Regions from separate parts of the Sus scrofa genome. Here region 2 is linked to region 1. Evidence: chromatin contacts called from public promoter capture Hi-C data. All regions are on one chromosome and are shown on one strand. The core of a region is the stretch at or near the end of the contact, and the rest is flanking DNA. Distances in the headings are between cores, read along the strand shown. Region 1 holds the start of TESK2 (dual specificity testis-specific protein kinase 2). Region 2 holds the start of BEST4 (bestrophin-4).

Region 1 (7,630 bases), core at 1,755-4,254:
ATTCAGTGGCTTTAGGATTTTTTTTTTTTTTTTTTGTCTTTTTGCTATTTCTTTGGGCCGCTCCCGCGGCATATGGAGGTTCCCAGGCTAGGGGTCTAATCGGAGCTGGAGCCACCGGCCTACACCAGAGCCACAGCAACGCGGGATCCGAGCCGCGTCTGCAACCTACACCACAGCTCTCGGCAACGCCGGATCGTTAACCCACTGAGCAAGGTCAGGGATCGAACCCGCAACCTCATGGTTCCCAGTCGGATTCGTTAACCACTGCGCCACAATGGGAACTCCAGGATTTTTTGACTATAACCACCAGTGAGAAATACAGTTTACACTGTAGCCTAGTAAATATACATATATATGTTTATTCATTATTTATTTATTTTCTTGTCTTTTTAGGGCCACACCCACGGAATATGGAAGTTCCCAGGCTAGGGGTCGAGTCGGAGCCACAGCTGCCAGCCTGTGCCACCGCCACGCCAGATCCAAGCCACATCAGCAACCTGCATCACAGTTCATGGCAACTCAGGATCCTTTAACCCACTAAGTGAGGCCAGGGATGGAACCTGCATGCTTATGGACACCAGTTGGATTCTTAACCCCCTGAGCCACAACGGGAACTCCATGTATATATTTAACTGAAATTTTATGATTGAATACTTATTATTACTAGGAGTTACACACTCTGTTATTTCCTATATTATATTTTAAAAAAATGCTTTGTGGTTACTGGTTCTGATCCTTCTACTGCCTAGTTCTCTGGAAAGTATATCTTCCCAGGTAGTCTAAGGGAAGCTTTACTTTTTCCTTACCTGGGCTTGTATTCTGGACAGTGCAAGTCCAGGATTTCCCTAGAAGCAGCAGCATCTCACTGAGGTGTCATGAGGTTTCTTCCACTGCTAAATATAGCCAAAAATAATGCCATTTACCCACAAAGTGGCTTTTTATTGAGCATAATGCTTACCAGTCCTGGTATGTGTTTGTCCTGAGCTAAGATGTGCAGTGGACTTCTGTAAAGGTCCCAGCTCTTAGCTCAGTTTGGCTGGGAAGGGGAGACAGTTATCAGAAATAAAAGCATAATAAAAGGCTAGGGTGAGTAGAGCAGGAACTACTTGTTATGGGGTACAATCAAGGCCCTGGCAGGTCATGAAGAGTGGGTCCTTGACATCTGAATATCTGTAAAGCAATCCTCAAGGATTATTTCTGCATTAGGGAGATTGCTTTTTTTTTTTTTTTTTTTTTTTTGTCATTTCTTGGGCTGCTCCCGCAGCATATGGAAGTTCCCAGGCTAGGGGTCTAAATGGAGCTGTAGCTGCCAGCCTACGCCAGAGCCACAGCAACACAGGATCCGAGCCACATCTGCAACCTACACCACAGCTCACGGCAACGCCGGATCGTTAACCCACTGAGCAAGGGCAGGGATCGAACCCACAACCTCATGGTTCCTAGTCGGATTCGTTAACCACTGCGCCACGACGGGAACTCCAATTAGGGAGATTGCTGAGAGTGGAATGGTAGAGGTCAGACCTGGATCAAACAGTACCTGTTAAAAAAAAACAAAACTGAAAACTTCCCATCAAGGTTCATCTTCCTGCTAAAGCAGGTGCAAGGAACCCCCTGTCTTTAATGTCTTTCACTGGCAGGTGATACATATGCATAATGGCATTATTTAATCTACAGGCTACCAGTGTCCTACTTATCAGCTACTTTGCATCAAGCTTGGTGGAAGACAGATTTGCAAGGGTACCAGGACTCAACAGAAACAACAGAAACATTAAATAGCAATGTGGAACAATGGAATTTAAACTGTCACCAGGTGGCAGCACATGATTTCTTGCTGCAAGAATGATATCAAAGGCTTTGGGCCAGGGGGACTGGGCTCTGGTGATCTCTTTTCTCCTTTCAGAGAGCCAGTGAACTATCAATCTTCCTAAAACTGTCCTGTTAAGGCTACTCTACTGTTAACCTTGGATAATTCTCACAGCCTAAAAAAGAAAGGGCAAGTTTGGCTTATGGCTACACCCATATTTAACCTCTTCTCTTTCCATTTTTATTTTCTACCACTTCTCTCTGTTAAACTTTAGTGCCACTAGGAATGCACATCACCCATCCTCTAACTAATTCAAATCCCACTCATCTATCAAGACCCTTCCAATAGGAGGCAAGCCTAGAGATGTCAGAGAAGAGGTCTCTAATCCCAGGGAGTGCTGGTGCAGGAGGGCCCGTACTCCACTGTTTCTTTAGCTGCTCTTGTCCTGTTCCAATATGCTCAGGCATGAGATAATGAGTGCCTGAGGTCCAGGCATATGGAGAACATGAGGAAATACGCGCCTGTTGAGCAGTTGAATAGAATTCTTATTCTCTACTCCTCTTTTCAAGGCAGCGCAAGTATTACCTCCTCGAAGCTTTCACCAAGTCGAATCTTAGTCTAGATGAATTGCTTGCTCCCTTAGCATTTCTACCCATTGCTCTTACTATCTCGAGTCACTAGTAGTTGTTTATGTATGTCCCCCCCCGCCCCCACTATACTGAGCTCCTGTCCAACTCACCATTCATACGGCTTTTGCCTACTCAGCTATAAGTTCACCAACCCAAAAGCTGCTCCAGTCGAATCCATTTTCTGTTGGGTTTATCAATTACCAAGCGGTTGTATATGTTTGGCACTTTGATTGGTCCATTTTGTGTTTACTGTCCCGCCCCCTGAGAGGCTCGGGTGCTTGGGTTTCCCCCAGGTGTATTCCCTCCTCTTTGGTTCCGCCTTTCCCACACACTGCCTCTTCTGTTTTTACCTCCGCTTCCTTCCTATTGGTTCCCTTCCTCCGCCAGCGTTGGCGCTTGCGGCTGATGATTGGCTCTTCTGAAAGCCCATTGTGCCCACCCTCATACCACGTGGCATTCTTAACGCTAATTGGGCAATTCCTCTAGCTCGTTTTTTCAAGGATGGACCATTGATTGGCTGCTTTGTGGGAGGGCTTGAGTAGAGGGGTGTGGCAGTTGAAGCCCCGCCCCTAGCTCCCCTGCCCTGCGGGGCAGGCGTTTCGGTCGCCTGCTTGCGGCCGGGGAGCCCAGCGGCGCTTCCAGCCGCTCTCTTTGACTCGCCGGCCGGATCACCCTTCTGGCCCCGCCGAGCAGGCGCGGGGGAGCGGCCCCGACTGCGGGGTCATGGCAGTAGCCTCCTCGTTCTTCGCCGCCGCTGGCCCCGCCGAGTCGCCGGCTTCTGCGCGAGGGACGCCCACCGCCTCCGCAGGCTAAGAGCCGCTGCCGCCTCCGAGCTGTGAGGGCTACTATGCTCCCCCTTTGCCTCCGCCTCCCCCTCCCACCCGCGCAGGCCCCTCTCTGGCTGCTAAGTCCCGCCTCAGGTAACGCCAGGAGAGCGCGTGGGGCACGAGCCCGGGGCACCCCGGCCCGCGCGGGCGGCTGCTACCCGTCTACGTCCCGGAGCACTGGCGCTCACATCTTCCGCACTGGCAGGACTCCTCCTCTTGCCGGAGGTCCTCCTCTCCGTGCTGGGGACCCTCTTCGACCCCTTTCCCTTCTCTTCACTTCCTCCCGGGCCCCAGGACAGCCCCTCCCCTCCCCCCGGAGGCCCGGAGCCCGTGAGACGTTCCTTCGTAGGAGGGACCCGGTCCCGGACTCCTCTCGGGCACTTTCTGTCCTGCGGAGACTCGGGAGTCTTTCCCTCCTGTTTCCGAGACCTCTGGCTCCACCCGGAGAGCTTCTCTCGGCCGTCTCGGAGCTCCGGACTCCCTCACTCTTCTCAAACACACTCTTCCCTCGAAAACATCCACTTCTCCTCTCGAGAGATACTCCCCCGGGCAGACACTCCTGGCTCTTTCGTTCCACTTCCCCCCGGTTACCCCTCTTTTCCGCGTCTCTCCTCTTCCCTCCTCTGCCCGTCCCCCTCGCTTTAAACACTCTGGACGAAGCCAGTATTCAGAGGTAGCTGGCATGAAGCCGGGTTTGCCGAATGTAGAAACCGTTCAGCTTTTCCCTCTGAAAAAGCCTTGCCACATGAGTTGGACTTCATTCTGTAGGTATGGGGAACCATCGACGCTTCTGTAAGCAGCGGTTGGGTTTGGTGGATTATCTCCGGCGAAAACGGAGGAGGAATTCAGAAGTGAGGACTATGGAGGCAGAAAGCCTAGGTAGGCAGGAGAGGAGTGTGCTAATCCAGGTCAGAGGGGAAGAGGGACGCGAAAATGAAGAGAAAGGCGTGCAATTCCATGAGGTTTCCAAACGGAATTAGTGGGAGATGGCTACCTTGACTCGTGGGAGGGACTGGTGGTGTTAATTGAAGTAGGGACGTAAGGAAGCAATTGTAAGGGAAAGCAATGAATTTGGTTTTGGACACGTTTCGTTTGAGGGATTTTTCAGATTTCATTGTGGGTCGCTAGAAATTTGGGTCTGAGAATTGGGAGAAGGGTTGGAACTGAATGCATAAATTTGAGGGTTACCGAGAATATATAGGGGATATTTGAAGCCTTAGAATGGGATGGTAATACTGAAAGAAGAGAAGAAAAGGGCTACGGACCAGAAGGAGCATCATTATTTGGGTAACAGACCTTGAGGAAGAGAGGTTAAAAGACTGGAACAAGAACTAGAACAGAGTGTCACTATGATGGAAGCCAAAGGAAGAAGGTTTCAAGAAGGGCGCGGCTGATCGTCGCTGTATGACGTTTGACCAACAGAATGAGAATTGGGAAGAAACCACTGAATTTAATAATTAGGAGTTGGCTTGTTTTCTTTGAAAACTACTGTACATAGTGTGACGTGGGAATGGTGGCAGTAGTCAGATCATGATGGATTGAAGAGCAAGTGTGAGGCAGTGAGTAAAATTCATCTTTTGACAACTGTGGTTATGAAGGAGAGCTGATAGTGAAACATCTTTGTTGAGATTATACTATATGCCAGGTATCATAAAGACGCCTTACAGGTCACAACAGCCTTGTTTAGGTATCAGGATTCCTTTTTTACAGTTGGGAAGACTATAGGCAATAATTTAAAAAAGATCTGTGGTAGCTCTGAAACCTTTGTTCTTTCCACTATGGCTCATGTGTGTTACTCTTTTGATTGCAGGTGAAACAGTTTTGTCGGTTGAGGGAAATGTTATTTAGGACATATGGTGGGCATTTCATTCTTTGACACCGGAAGGATAGACGTCAAGATGGATAACGATGTGGTAGGAGCAAAAGGAGGAGAGGGAGTTTGGAAGATTGTCTTATTTTCTTGATGTGATCAGTGATTTATGAAGTCAGTTATCTTTGGAGACTAAAGGTACTCTGGGGGGTTTCTGGCTTGAGTATTACGGCCATGGACATCTTCGATGGAAAATGAAAGAGGAATAGATTAGGATTAAAAAAAAAAAGCTACTGACCATATTTAGGGCCCAATTAGAATTAGAAATATATATTTGTATGGGACCCCGGAGCGTGGATTTTGCATTTCTCCAGGAGCCCAAGACCAAGAGGGCAAAAAAGATAATTGGGTTGATGGGAGTTCCTGTCGTGGCTTAGCAGTAACTAACCCGACTAGTATCCATGAGTATGCGGGTATAGTTTCAAGGTAAAACAAAAAGCAAGGCAGAGTGTAGGAGTTCCCTCATGGCTCAACAGTTTAAGGATCTGCTCAGTGGGCTAAGGATTTGGTGTAGCTGTGGCTGGCATCTACAGCTCCGATTCGACCCCTAACCTGAGAGCTTCCATATGCCTCGGGTGCAGCTCTTCAAAAAAAAAAAAAAAGACTTCATGTTAAGTGAAGTCAGTCGGACAGTGAAATACCTACTTCAAATGCTATCACTTACATGTGAAATCTAAAAAAAGGACACAATGAACTTCTTTGCAGAACAGATATTGACTCACAGCTGGGGGTTTTGGGATGAAAATGCTGTAACATTTGGTTGTGATGATCATTGTACAACTATAACTGTAATGAAATTCATTGAGTAACAAAAAGAAAAAAAAATAGAAAAAAGATAATTGGTTGATACAAAATTGGAATTTACAAGTACGATAAAATGGAGAGTAACTTTATATTGCTAGTGATAATGTGGGTGATATGATGGACTTTGAGAGTCCAAGCTGGGGTTGTAAGAAATAAAACCTTTCTCGGGGCTAGTTTATTGGAGAATAAGGAGACGATCAGAAATGTGGTTGAAGACTAGATTTTGTAAGAAATACAGAGCATGGGGAAGCTGAGAGTTCAATATAGATATAGTTTCAAGGTAAAACAAAAAGCAGGGCAGAGTGTAGGAGTTCCCTCACGGCTCAACAGTTTAAGGATCTGGTGGTGTCACTGCTGTGGCTCTGGTTACTGCTCCATCCCTGGCCTGAGAACTTCCTCATCCCACAGGTGCCAAACAGACAGACAAACAAACAGGGTGTAACTGCCTCAGTGCTGTTGAAAGGGAAGAGAGGTAGAGATTATTAAAGTCGTGGGAGGTTAAGGGGCTATGGAGGATATTGGGTATGTCATCCATAAGAATGTGATAGTTGCCCATTATGAAGCAGGAAATGGAACAGAGAAGATGTCGGGCCTTATAGGTGGGGATGCTCAGAATTAAGGGACCCAGAATTGAGTTGGATGTTCCTTGGCACTTGTCCAAAAGCAGTACCAGGTGGTACAGATGTTTGTGTGTGAATTACTGTCAAGATCTCAGATCCTTGATGCCCTAGATGTATGATGTATTATTCTCATACAGGTGTATACTTGGGATGGTCTGAACATAAATCATTTGTGATGTGGAATATCATCAGCCTGTTTAAATTCTGTTTAAAAATGTGTGTGTTGTGGGAGTTCCCGTCGTGGCGCAGTGGTTAACGAATCTGACTAGGAACCATGAGGTTGCGGGTTCGATCCCTGGCCTTGCTCAGTAGGTTAAGGATCCGGTGTTGCCGTGAGTTGTGGTGTAGGTTGCAGACGAGGCTCAGATCCTGCATTTCTGTGGCTCTGGCAAAGGCCAGCGGCTACAGCTCCAATTAGACCCCTAGCCTGGGAACCTCCATATGTTGTGGGAGTGGCCCTAGAAAAGGCAAAAAAGACCAAAAAAAAAAAAAAAAAAAGTATATGTGTTGAGAAGCTAGGCTAGGGATTCTCCAACCTGGGACTCTCAATGACATTAAATTTTTTTTTTTTTATTAAAGTCTAGTTGATTTACAATGTTATGTCAATTTCTGCTGTACAACAAAGTGACCCAGTTATACAAATATATATATTTGTCATATTATCTTCCATCCTGTTCTATCACAGGATGTAGTTGCCTGTGCTATATAGCAGGACCCCAATAACATTTCGCACTTATTTATAAAACGAAAGTTACACATTTATATATTTACGCATACTCATTCCTTGGCTTATTTAGAGTAGAAAGCTGAATTGTTTTAATGCTTTTTTCTCTATGTGAAAGTGTTTATTTACTTATTTATTTATTTTTGCCTTTTTACCTTTTCTAGGGCCGCTCCCGTGGCATACAAAGTTCCCAGGCTAGGGGTCTGATTGGTATGTGAGAGTGTTTATAAATATAATCTTAGTGTTGTATGTTTCATTTATCTGCAAAATGGATGTTGTGTTGGAATTTGAAACCTACGATAAGAGCTTTTATGAGATTTCATCTCCGTCCAGTGAATGAAGCAGTTATTAC
Region 2 (7,630 bases), core at 1,935-4,434, 670 kb after region 1:
CTGTGGCGACGGAGGTTCGATCCCCAGCCCAATGCACTGGGTTAAAGGATCCAGCTTCGCCACACCGATGGCAGAGCCACAACTCTACCACTGAGCCACACTGGGAATTCCTGTGGCTTGGATTCCATTCGTGGCCTGGGGGCTTCCATATGCTGTGATTGCAGAAAAAAAAAAAAAAAAAAGTTGTATTCCCTCATCAAATTAACTCACACAGTAGCCTTCAACGAAGAAATTCGCAACAGCAGGGAGTTCCTGTTGTGGCTCAGCACTAAGGGACCCAACCAGTATCCATGAGCCTTGGGTTCAGGTCCCTGGCCTCGTTTAGTGGGTTAAGGATCTGGGGTTGCTGTGAGCTGTGGTGTGGGTTGCAGATGCAGCTTGGATCTGGGGTAGCTGTGGCTGGCAGCTGCATTTCCAATTCAGCCTCTAGCCTGGGAACATCCATATGCCAAGGATGTGGCCCTAAAAAGACCAAAAAAAAAAAAAAAAAAAAAAAAAGAAAGAAAAAGAAAAAAAAGAGACAGAGAAACAACAACAACGAATACAAAAACCAAGTTTATTAACACGTGTAACTTATGTATATATGGGAGATACCCAGGGGAAAATGAGTAACTCCCCCATGTGGCTTAGAATTGAATAGAGACAGAGAGAAGGGAAAGTAAGCCTTTTAGGAAAGCGGCCTGAAATAATTTCTAGGAAAGATGAAGAGACCCTCAGAAGACTGGATGGGAGATGTGACAGTTTATGACAAAATTTGTCTGGATGTGATACAGAATTCCACTTTCCTCTCCTGTGATGTGAGGTGAAAGTCCTGGGAAGGGGACTCGATCACGGGGTTCCTTCCAGACGTCTTTAGCAGATAAGGGGAACTCAAAGAAAACCTCTCACTGCATTTGCTGTAAAACAGCTCAAAATAATCAGTATGCCAAAGTAGCATATTTTGGGGCGGTGTGCTCTTATCCTTCATTATTTTTGCCCCTTGGGAGGTTAATAAGGTTCGTGAGCTCCCTCTGGGAGCAAGGACATCAGGAGGACATCCTCTGGGATGCTGTAACTGAAGGGCCCAGCAGCCTGTTCTGCCTCCTCCCTCAGTGTCACATAGGCTGCCGTTAAGGGATCTTATGCACCTGCCGCATCCCAGGCACTGGGCTAAGCTCATAGTAAACTTACCATGTGGATGTGATTATTATCCCCACTTGACAGATGAGGGAACTGAGGCTCACCTAGGTTTGCCTCTTGCCCAGTCATATGCAACTGCCAAGGGGCAGAGGCAAGATCTGAACCCAAGATGTCTGACTCCCCTATTCACCATTGCCTGACTTTTCTGTGGGTCATTATTTCTGTTTTGTTTGTTTGTTTGTTTGTTTTTGTCTTTTGAGGGCTGCGTCTGCAGCATATTCCCAGGCTAGGGGTCTAATTGGAGCTGCAGCCGCCGGCCACACCACAGCCACAGCAATGCCAGATCCGAGCCGTGTCTTTGACCGTGGGTAAGGCCCTAAAAAGACAAAAGACAAAGAGAGAGAGAGATGCCCGAGTTCCCTTGTTGGAACAGGGGGTTAAGGATCCAGCATTGTCACCGCTGTGGCTTGGGCTGAAGCTGTGGCACCGGTTCGCTCTCTGGCCCTGGAATTTATGCATGCCACAGGCCCAGCCAAAAAAAAAGGGAAAAAGAATGAGAGAGTCCACGTAAGGTTAGGCCTCAGGAGGGACCTACTGGATTCAGCAGTAAGATCTCAAGTGTCCTCGGTGTGGGCAGAGATGGAAATACAAGAGCAGGGCCAGAAAAGAGGAGATACTAATAGTATCACATGCTTACCGAGCTCTTTAAAAATATTAATTCACTTGATAGTCGTAACTACTCCAGGAGACAGGCATTATCATTCTGTTTCTCCCTTAGGGAAATTAAGGACAGAGAGGTTAAACCGTTGGCTTGGTCATGAAGGTAGTTCACTGTGGAGTCTGGGTTTAAAAATCTAGGCAGTCTGGAGTTCCCATCGTAGCGCAGTGGAAATGAATCTGACTAGGAACCATGAAGTTGCGGGTTCAATCCCTGGCCTTACTCAGTGGGTCAAGGATCCGTCGTTGCTGTGGCTGTGATGTAGGCTGGTGGCTACAGCTCCAATTTGACCCCTAGCCTGGGAACCTCCATATGCCGCGGGTGCGGCCCTAAAAAAGACAAAATAAAATAGAAAAAATCTAGGCGGTCTGTCTCCAGACTCCATGCTGTAAACTGCCAAGCCATGTAGCCAGCTCTCAGCTGTGAGGAGGGCAGGGGGCATGGGTGGTTAGGCCCAGAAGAGAGGGAGAGGCAAGAGCTAGAGGAGGATAAAAAAAGGGTGGGGAAAGTAATTTACAGGTGGAGCGGTTCCCTCTCCTAGACCATAAACCAAAGGGACCTGTCAGCAGCTGGGAACGGAGATAAAGTGACTCAGGAAGGAGGGGCTGGGTGTGGCCTGGGGACTGCTCCTTCCCGGGGCAGACTTCAGGTCCCATACCTTTACCAGTGGCTCTGTGGGAAATTCACAGCCCAGTGAGCCAGAGAGCAGGTAACAGGCAGAGGCAAGAGGGCCTCAAATGAGGGTGGGGGCCTAGGACAGAAACCAGCCAGCTGGGCTGTCCTCAGGGTCCACTGTCAGAAAGAAGCTTCCAGGACCCCAGGGCCTGAGCTCCCCCAGTGCCAGGGCCTGGCTTCCCAGGTACCAGAGACTGGTTAAGTGGTAAGCAACCCAGAATGCTTTAGGAAAGCCACAGATCAGCGCTTAGGAAGGGGCTGCGTGGCCATGACGGCTGAGGCCCCAGAGCTGGAGTCTTGCCCTCCCCAGGTCAGGTCCTGGGGCTTCCAGATTTCCAGGACACACACACACACACACACAGAGTCCTGTTCTTTCCACATACTGAGATCTCCACCTGGGCCCCGGAAGGAGAACATAACTCATCAGGCCATGAATTGGTTTCCAGACCTTGCTTACATAAAGTGGGGAGGAGGAGTTCCCTTCGTGGCTCCATGATGAGCAAACACGACTAGGATCCATGAGGATGCGGGTTCGATCCCTGGCCTCACTCAGTGGGTTAAGGATCTGGCGTTGCCGTGAGCTGTGGGGTAGGTCGCAGGCGAAGCTTGGATCCCGCATTGCTGTGGCTGTGGCGTAGGCCGGCAGCGGTAGCTCCGATTCCACCTCTAGCGGGGAGGAAGGCCAGATGTCGCTCAGATTAAAAAGGACCAAAAAATAAAGAGAAAAGAAAAGAAAAGCTGGCCTGGGTTCAAGTCTCCCCAGCTTTACTGAGATGAATCAGATGCAACCCCATCCTCTAGGGTCTCACAGGCCAGAGGCGACATCTTTTCATAGACAGAAGAGGACCTCGCAGGAGCAGGAAAGAGAGCGAAGCCAGAGGCTGGCGACCGTGGGCAGAAGTAGGGGCATCTCAGAGGCTGTACACCCAGACTGAGAGCCCTGTTTGGCACGGGGCGGGCAGGCCAGGCGAGAGGAGAAAGGTCTCTGCCTCTCAGTCTCTGAAGGACTGCCTGGCGCTGGGATGCAACAGTGGACCAGTAGGTGGAAAACAAAGGGTCAGACTTGGATTTTGCTGATGAGAGCAACCCAGGATCAATGCCTGCATGCTGCAGGCGCTGGGCATTGTTTCTCTGGATACCCTCCACTGCACCGTGAGAAAGGAATTATTGATCCTGTTTTGCAGAGGAGGAAACGAAGGTTCAGAGAGATGAGAAATCTTGGACAGGGTTACGAAGAGCTAGACTTCAAACCCAAGTTTTTCTTTTTCTTTTGGCTTTTCAGGACCAAACCTGTGGCATATGGAAGTTCCCAGGCTAGGGGTGGAATCAGAGCTGTAGCTGCTGGCTTAGGCCACAGCAACACGGAATCCAAGCTGCGTCTGTGACCTACCCCACTGCCGCTCACAGCAGCACCGGATCCTTAACCCCCTGAGTGAGGCCGGGATGGAATCCGCCTCCTCATGGGTAACAGTCGGGTTCGTTTCCGCTGCGCCACAACAGGACCTCCAAAAACCCGGGTTTTTCCGACTCTTAAGCTTGTGCCCCGAACCACCTCTCCTTGCTTCCTCTCTTCAGGAAACACTGGCAGTGAGAACCAGCTCACAGTGTGGGGGAAGGAGCTTCCCAAGACAGGGCAGAGGGTGACAGAGTGGTGCTTTGGCAGAGTGCCTGTCACTTAGTCAGTGCTCTGCCATCTGCAGTTGTCATAACATTTTATCATGCATCTGTCTTCTCACCTGGAGCGTGGGACAGTCCTCCTGGATTCAAGGACATGCTGCGAGCTGTGGGGTCAATGCAGATGGCATTTATGCCACGCAAAGGCCAGCCCAGCCCTGCAGGCGTAGGGAGACACATCCAGTTCCCAGGATCAGGGGAAGCTGGGTGACAGCCTCAATCCATCAATGATAACCGCAGTCCAGCCAAACTTTATGGGCCCAGGAGGTACTTAAGTGTTGTTGGGTGAAGGCTAGCCCAGTTCCCCTTCCTTGGCACAGGCTGCTGCCCAGATCAGGTAGGTTGGTGGGGGGTGGGGGGGAGCACCCTGGCCTTGAGAGACCAGTTATCAGCTTCCAGAGCAAGACCCCAAGGTGGTGGAGTCTGGGCTAGAGTCGGACCTCCTTTTTTCAGCAGTTCATGACCGGGACTCTCAGCCCTGCAAGAGGAAGAGGCGCCTGGGGAAGCCTCATGCATGAGAGAGTGTAGATCTCAGCTCCCCCTTCGCCCGCCCCGTCCTGGCTTCACCCAAGCACCACCGGGTTCCAGGCTGTGGGCGTGCTCAGTCTGCTCTGCAGCTTCCTCCCCTTGTCTCCTGACACAGGAGGATACTGGGCTGGGGCGGGGGGACCAGCGTTGAGCTACGGTTGCCTGGGGACCTAAGCTTGGTGTGGAGAAGGCCAGCTAAGGAGAAGGCTTGCTGGGGGAGAAGGACAGCCCTGGGGGCAGCTCTTGCGACCTTTTGCCACAGGCGCCCCGCACCATGACGGTCTCATATACCCTCAAAGTGGCAGAGGCCCGCTTCGGAAGCTTCTCTGGCCTGCTTCTCCGCTGGAGGGGGAGCATCTACAAGCTCCTCTACAAGGAGTTCCTCCTCTTCGTCGCCCTGTATGCTCTGCTCAGCATCACCTACCGGTGCGAGGGCGAGGGCGGGGTCTCAGGGCTGGGCTGTGGGGGACGAGGCTGCCCACCTCCCTCTAACCCAGGCCTCACTTGACCTTCCCCAGGCTGCTGCTGACCCAAGAGCAAAGGCAAGTGTACGCTCAGGTGGCCCGATACTGCAACCGCTCCGCAGACCTCATCCCCTTGTCCTTTGTCCTGGGTAAGTTCAAAGGACAAGGGCTTCGCCCTGGCATCCTCTTAATCATCTTGCTTGACCTCCGGGTTGGGCGGATGACTCGAGAGGGTCAGAATTACTCCAGTGGCACAGGCTGGAGGTCAGCGAGAGCAGGCTGGGCAGGCCCCGGAGCTGCATGCAGGGTCCGGGGTTTCCAGAGGATGAGGCCCTGCCTGTCACTTCTGGACCTTCACTCCAGACAAAGCCCAAGCCACCTGCTGGCCTCACAACCCTCTGGGAACTGCAGAGAGGGGACACCTCCCTCCCCACGCTCGTGGAAAGCAGGGCTCAGAGTTAGACATTGTCTTGGCCTGGAACCACTCCTTCTCTGCCTGAGGAGGTTTGCACTCTTCCTTCCTCCCTCCCTGCCTGGTTTGGCCCATCAGGGTGGGACCAGAGGAAGAGGCTGTCCCCCCGATGGCCAGGCGGGGCGCTGAAGCCACTGTGTCCTTCCCCCTGCCTTGGTTCCGACTGGCCTGGACCAGGTGCGCCGGCTGCGGGCAGGGCGCGCTGACTCCGGAACCCTCTCTCTACCCTTCCTGGTCCCCCAACCCATGCCGGCGACCAGGTTTCTACGTGACCTTGGTGGTGAACCGCTGGTGGGCCCAGTACACAAGCATCCCGCTGCCAGACCAGCTGATGTGCGTCATCTCGGCCAGCGTGCACGGGGTGGACGAGCGCGGCCGCCTGCTGCGCCGCACCCTCATCCGCTACGCCAACCTGGCCTCGGTGCTGGTGCTGCGCTCCGTCAGCACCCGCGTGCTCAAGCGGTTCCCCACCATGGAGCACGTGGTGGACGCAGGTGCGCGGCCCACAGCCCGACGCGGGTGCGGGTGCGGGGCCGCGCTGGGAGAGCCCTGGGGCCGGCGGGACCCGACCCGCCTCCCCGGTCTTCTGGGAGGGGCGGTTTGACCACCAGGGGGCGCTCCAGGGTCCCGGGGCGGAGAGTCCTGGGAGCCGAGGAAGCGTTTGCAACCCTCTCCCTTCATCCCTGCAGGTTTCATGTCCCAGGAAGAGAGGAAAAAGTTTGAGAGCCTGAAATCAGACTTCAATAAGTACTGGGTCCCCTGCGTCTGGTTCACCAACCTGGCGGCCCAGGCCCGGAGGGATGGGCGAATCCGTGATGACATTGCACTCTGCCTGCTCTTGGAAGTGAGTCAGTCCAGGACCAGGCCCATCTGCCCTCCCCCCCACCCCCAGTTTTGCAAACTGGAATAATTTCAGTGCTTAATACCTATACCACTTCTGGATCACACACTGTTGCAAGTGTGAGGAAGTGAGGAAACTGAGGCACAGAGTGAAAAAGAAACTTTCCCAAATCACGCAGCTCAACTCGTTAGTGGAGCTAGGATTCATCCTCAGAACTTCTGGCCCCAGGGTCTGGCCTTGCATCTTGCATATACTCTGTTAAATGGCTTTTCATCACAGGCACCCCAGCCTGACAACACCTCTGAAAGCAGAGTGAGCATGAGAGGTGGCCCAGCTCTGAGGGTGCAGGGCTCCCCTGTTCCTTCTCATTCTCCTTACTCACCTCCACTGATTTTCTTTTCCTGCTGTTCCACCAGGAGCTGAACAAGTACCGGGCCAAGTGCAGCATGCTCTTCCACTATGACTGGATCAGCATCCCTCTTGTCTACACCCAAGTAACTGCCTCTCACCCCCCCAGTCCCAGTGCCTACTGTATGTCCTGTTCTGTGTGTGACACAGAGAATTAGAGATGGTACCTGCCCTGGGGCAGTTTGGTCCACTGAGACACTGAACAGCCAAGGGTTCATTCTCAAAGCCTCCCTGGATGCCACTAATTGATCCCCCTCCCATCTGGTGCTGCCACACCTTGCTACATGTTTTAATTACTTGGTAGATCTGTCACCAGTCCTCGGGGCAGAGGTGGCACTTCTCCCTGTCTCACTCAGCCTGGCTTGCCCTTCTCCAGGTGGTGACCATAGCAGTATACTCCTTCTTTGGCCTCTCCCTGGTTGGCCGCCAGTTTGTGGAGCCAGAGGCAGGGGCTGCCAAATCTCGGGAGCCTCTGGAGCCTGGGCCAGCTCTGGGGGACCTGGACATGTACGTGCCTCTCACCACTCTGCTACAGTTCTTCTTCTATGCTGGCTGGCTCAAGGTGGGCACTTGGGGTGGTCCACACCTGGGCTCAGGGTCCACCCCGGCTTTAGGGATAAGAAAACAGGGCTCTGGTGGGGTTCCAGTTGGGGAATCCACCTGAGATCCATGAGGATTCGGGTTGGATCCCCGGCTTCACTCAGTGGGTTGGGGATCCGGTGTTGCCATGA

What was found. Promoter capture Hi-C pulls out the DNA fragments that hold promoters and counts their contacts.
Region 2: a promoter capture Hi-C map of fetal liver shows a contact between it and region 1, with 4 times the contacts expected there. The contact joins the promoter of BEST4 here to the promoter of TESK2 in region 1. A contact is called at or near these places in 1 of 5 promoter capture datasets (fetal liver) and 1 of 2 datasets of contacts at active chromatin or transcription factors (skeletal muscle).

Annotation. Positions count from the first base shown.
Region 1 is chr6:165,871,172-165,878,801 of Sscrofa11.1, forward strand. TESK2 (dual specificity testis-specific protein kinase 2) reads left to right here and starts at 3,005. Exons shown (of 12, transcript XM_021096752.1): 1 at 3,005-3,353; 2 at 4,029-4,139.
Region 2 is chr6:166,537,583-166,545,212 of Sscrofa11.1, forward strand. It overlaps BEST4 (bestrophin-4), which reads left to right and starts at 3,185. Exons shown (of 9, transcript XM_021096779.1): 1 at 3,185-4,523; 2 at 4,977-5,140; 3 at 5,233-5,327; 4 at 5,911-6,144; 5 at 6,340-6,494; 6 at 6,908-6,985; 7 at 7,276-7,461. The coding sequence starts at 4,989. LOC110261241 (a long non-coding RNA gene) reads right to left here. Exons shown (of 3, transcript XR_002345227.1): 3 at 3,125-3,178.